2 separate regions of the Gossypium arboreum genome follow, and region 1 is linked to region 2. A link is a contact called in public Hi-C data. All regions are on one chromosome and are shown on one strand. Each heading gives the region's core, a stretch centred on a gene start, on an enhancer-like site or on the middle of the called end of the contact. The rest is flanking DNA. Distances are from core to core; before and after follow the strand shown. Region 1 holds the start of LOC108469565 (protein CELLULOSE SYNTHASE INTERACTIVE 1). Region 2 holds the start of LOC108467508 (bifunctional aspartate aminotransferase and glutamate/aspartate-prephenate aminotransferase-like).

What was found. A called contact is a pair of places that touch in the nucleus more often than the background predicts.
Region 1: a contact with region 2 is called in a Hi-C map of leaf, with 4 times the contacts expected there. The contact joins the promoter of LOC108469565 here to the promoter of LOC108467508 in region 2. A contact is called at or near these places in 2 of 5 Hi-C or Micro-C datasets (both in leaf).

The regions. Positions count from the first base shown.
Region 1 is chr11:65,858,344-65,861,043 of ASM2569848v2, reverse strand. It overlaps LOC108469565 (protein CELLULOSE SYNTHASE INTERACTIVE 1), which reads left to right and starts at 1,304. Exons shown (of 8, transcript XM_017770454.2): 1 at 1,304-1,680; 2 at 2,047-2,216.
Region 2 is chr11:65,344,869-65,347,571 of ASM2569848v2, reverse strand. LOC108467508 (bifunctional aspartate aminotransferase and glutamate/aspartate-prephenate aminotransferase-like) reads left to right here and starts at 1,288. Exons shown (of 10, transcript XM_017768141.2): 1 at 1,288-1,891; 2 at 2,585-2,703. The coding sequence starts at 1,758.

The DNA of each region.
Region 1 (2,700 bases), core at 55-2,554, 510 kb before region 2:
TCCATTTTCATATATTTATCATATTTATTAATTAATTAATTTTCGAGTATTTTTCCTTTATATCATTTTAAAATTAAAAAATTATTTGTGACCATTTTCATTTTGTTCCGTAAGCCCTTTGTTTTACTTTTATCCCTTTTCTTGATTACAAGGTTAGTTCTCACGAGTCTTCCAAAAAAGAAATTTGAATTTCTCATATGATATTACTGTTTTTAGTAAATATATTCGTAAACATGATATATTATATATCTAATAAATATATATTTGATTATATTATCCAAAAATTATTTTCTGATATTTATGTTTAGATTTATACCTAAACTAGTAATATAAAAAATAGTACAATAGAATTTGCCTCTGGTGTAAAAATTAGAATCAATATGCTGAACTTAAATCAGATGAATTAATTGCAGTAGAGTAGGATTGTTCTTCCATACCCAATTGTTTAGTAAATTACTGATCAAGCCAAATGGTTTTATTTTTCCTTTAATTTTTAATCATAAATTTAAAAAAGGTTAAATATCTGACAGTCTAACTATTACTTACAAAAAAGAAAAGTTGATAAATGTGTTATTCTTTTATTGTTTTTATTCAATAATATATAAAAAGAAAAGTAAGCAGGAAAGGGTATATTGGTAATTGGAATAAAATTTCTGCTGTGGTAGTAACAGAATAACAAGGAATATTATTAGGAACAAATTAATAATAATTATAATTAGGTGTATCTTACTGTTTACCAATAAGACAATGAATATTTTGGAAAAGAAAAACAACAACAAACCAATGAATATCCATTTCCAGCCAACTAAGAGAGAGAAAAAGATGCTGGCTTACCTACTTGGCCGCTTGGGTTGCTTAAACTGAAGCTGCATGGTTTTCTTATTATCTTTTTCATTTTAAAATAATATTTTAAAGTTTTTATCTTAAACAATTAAAATTTAATAACAATAAAATATAACATAAGTAACACATTTAAAAATTTTATGCAATACAAATTATTATACTACCAAATTAATAAATATATAAATATTTTAAATAGGTTTACTGCATTAATATATATAAATTATTGAAAATTTTATTTAAAAAATTAATTATAAACTGAACCTATTTTTTTTTTTTGTAAAATCATGATTTACACTCAAATTATTATTGAGAAAGATGAATACCCAATCAATAAACCATAATTTAAAATTTTATAGGTACTTTTATTCTTTTAATTTTGATAATTAAAATCTATTCAACTTTAATTATTAAATAAAAATTAAAAATTAAAAGTAGAATAATTATAAAATGGGAGATAAGTATACCTTTTTTTTAAAAAAAAACTCTTTAGAGTTTAGAAGAGAAGAAGCTGAGCCGAGAAGCAGAGCTTTCAAGTTGTCGGTGGTCCAGTGAAAGCGTCGGCTGTGTGAGCTGTGAGTGAACTGAAAACAAAACACAACCTCCGCTCTTTTTTCTTTTCACAGAAAAAAAATAAATTAAAAACGAAAAACAGAAAGACAAGAAGAAGTAGAAGAAGCATTACCCAAAAAAAAAAAAAAAAAAGGAAAATCAATTTCTCTCTCTCTCCGTCTTTAATATCTCTCTCATCGTTGGCTTCTCTTCTACGAAATTGATAGATAGAAGCACTCCAAATCAAGGAGACTAAGCTCATTCTTCCTTCATTTCTCTCTCTTGAAGGTTTGCCTTCACTTTCTCTTTCTTTTTTCCATCTACATTTCTATTTTCATCATTCGGTGTCGTTTCTTCCAAATCTAAGCTCCTCATTTTTTTCTCCTTTAATCCCTCTTCGATCTGCTATCTACTGACTTTCAATTTGGTAAAATTTCAGTTGATTTTAATGGAAAATGATACAAAATCAGTGCGATGGAAATGTGATCTTTTGCTCTACCCCTTTTTGAACTTTCAGTTTACTAGTATTAGATGTATTGGTTTATTGTTCTTTTGAAGTCGAATGTTTTGTTGAATTATCATGATTTTTGCTTGATCTGGACTTTTTTTTATTTAGAAATTCGTATTTAACTTATTTCTTTTACTTTTTGGCAGGGGATTTTAATGTTTTGACGACGCGTAGCGGCTGGATCTGACAAGGGGCTAAGGTTTATTATTTTTTCTTTCAAGATTCAGCGAATTTTGCAATAAAAGCAAAGCTGGCGGCGACAGTGTCTTGGAGGTTCGCTGCCAACAATGGCAGCGGCCTTGCTGCTAATGATGTGGTGTGTTTCTAAATTTTCATGCTTAATTTTGGGATGATTTAAAGGATATGGTTTGTGAATGTATTGATATGATACATTTATGAAGTTTAAGGTGGTTGATGTGTTTTGATCTCATTTTCATCATTGTTAATAAATAAATGCGTCCTTTTAGTAGAATTTGTTTTCTATAAGATTGGAGAATGATTGCTTCTTTCCTTCGACATGGAAATGCGGTCTAACAATGATGAAACCTAAAATAGATTTGGATTTGGACACTCGGAAATTTTATTGCCAATTTGTTGGCTGAAGATCACTTCTATTTGAAATTTATCAAGAGCCACTTATTCCGAAAATTAATATGTGATTTTCAAATATACGTTCTTCAAAATAATATACTTTGAGGTGAAGGTGTCATTAATATGCATTAATGCTACACCTACCGGTTCATTTCATTTCTCTAAAAGTTTGCCATTAGCAATGGAGTTTAGTTCAAAGACATATGCTG
Region 2 (2,703 bases), core at 39-2,538:
TTAATAATTTATAAATTTATAATTTTAAAAGATTAAATTAAATTTTTATTATTTTAGTTAATAAAATAAAATTTTACTATTACTAATTTAAAATTTTATAAATTATAAAGTGTCTAAATAAAACATTATCATTTTAGAAGGTCATGACCTCCTAGATCTCCATTACGTTCCGCCACTGAATATAAATTAAACGCAACAAGAAATAGAAAGATAAATACTGGAATAAAATACAAATTAAGGAAAAAAATGAGATATAACTAGTGTGATGGAAATACAGATATGTAAAGAATAAAATGAAAGAGTTTTCATTAACTTTATACAATAAAAGTGTGGTGGACAACAAAGCTGAAGAATATCAATTATAAAATGGATCGTGAGATGTGTAGAATTTTAATAGAGTAACGGAAGAAGCAATCAATTGATTGCGTGTATGAAATTGGGGTGAAATTTTTCAATAAAGTTAATTAATGTGTGGGAGAAAAAGTAATATATATCTTAAAAGGGTTTCCTGAAAAGATACCACTTAGAAAAGTTGATTGTACTAAAATTATAATTTCTGATGACTACCATTATTAATGGAAATTTTAAGAAAATATATTGGAAACGTTTTTTTAAGCTATGATTAATAGTAATTAAAAATTGGTTTTGTGTCACTTGCCAAGCAAATAATTACTTTAAAATTTAAATTTTCTAAAATGCAACATAATCTTACTATAGTCTATATATGTATATATATTAGATGTTATTACAAGTTAATTGGACATTATTTTATGATTGATAATAATATAATAATAAACAAATGTAATGTATTTAGTATTTGAATAAATTATACAAATAGTTATCCAACTATAATTTTTTAATCACTTAAGTAAAAATTTGTAATTTAAGCATCTACGTTGTATGATAGGAAGAAGAGTTGGAATGATTTTTATTATATTTAATATTAATATAAAATTTAAATTTAATATTATATATTTTAAAAATATTTATGTATTTTTATATGTTTCTTTGAAGTTTTTAGAATTAGGATCAAAATGAGAATATTTATAAATTTTAAAGGTTAATTTTTTAAAATTATGACTGAATTACTAATATATAAAAATTTAAAAGTTATATTTGTTATTATACTAATTTTTAACTGTCATATCAACTTTTCGTTAAAATGAGTGATTAAAATATTTTAAAAATATAATATTAATGTTTAAATTGTAAATTTTTTATTTTGGGTGCCTTAAAATGAATTTTTTTATAATTGACTGTATATATAGTTTGCCCTTTAATATGGTTAGGTGGTTCAGATTTCGTTTTATACCCAAACAAGTTTCTCAATTTATTATTAATTAATTTCAGTTTAAATCGTTTGAAAGGGAGTGGGTAAGGTACAAGGTGATAAGCGAGGAGAGATGGAGTTGTTGGCCAACCAGCATACCCGGAATTGGGTCAATTCCCGACTTCACTTCCACTGTTTGCTCCCACTAGCATCCTTCCACCTACCCATCTCTCTCCTTTCTCCTTTCATCGCCATTGATTGATGTAAATTTCAAGCCTTCAAATTCCACCTTATTACTTTAAACCAACCATACCTCACTTTCCAACATTAAGGGAGATAAAATAATAAACTATTAAGCCCACTTGTTCTCCCACCAACCCCCATCCCCTTATTTTTCCTGGACTAATTTTGAGTTTGTTTTTATTTATTTCACTGAGGAACCTCCTCCTCTTGCCCAAAATTTGTTTTCTCTTCAATCTTCGTACAAATGGCAGTTTCTCTTCATAACTCAACAGGAATTTCCGGTGTTGGCTTCGACTCCCAATTTTTGGGATCACATTCTGCTTCCAAGGCCTCCGTTTCCGTGTCTTTCCATTCCTCTCTTACTAATCTTTCCTTAAAGTAAGTTCCTTTTTCCGGCATCTTAATGTTTCTAGCATTTTTTTTTTAAATTCTAGGGGGAGCAATTTTGGGTTGTGATTGCATTTAACATATAATCTGTCTATTCAGTTCATTGAAGAAAATGCAGAAATTTGATTCTGGATCATCAGTTGAATCACTGATGCATTTGCAGATTTTACTTGACACTGCCTCAATGTTAGCTTCTTTGCTTCTTTTGCAGATTTTAGTTTATCCTTAGCAATCTGCAGAGACACTAATTTGTTGGTCAAATCAATTTTCGTTTATTCTGTTTTGATATCATCCGCTGTATAAGAGAACATGGAATATTGAAATAAAGAAACATATGTTATTAAATATTTTCTACGAGATTGCTATGGAAGTGGTTTCATGAGTATTGTCTTTTTTTTTTTTTAATGGAAGTGTAAAGAGAAACATCTTTATTCTTAGTTTATTCCATTCCTTAAGCTGATTCATTGAAGTTGCAGAACCATTTTAATTTAAGAAACTTCCCTTTGTGGCACTATCTATAAACTTGAAGATTAAACAAGGAAAACATTTTGTGCTGGCATTTTTTTGTTTGTGTGAGAATTAAAGAAAAGTTGTCTCAAAAGTCTTAATTATTTCCCAAAGGGAGAAGGGAGCACTGGATATATTAGAGAATTTCATTGTCTGGTTGTATATACTTCTTGGCAGATCTGTTGAGACTTCTAAACAACATTCATATAGAATAACTGCAATGTCAAAGACAGAGAGTAGCAGCGACCAAGTGAAACTTGATATCTCTTTGAGCCCTAGAGTTAACTCTGTGAAGC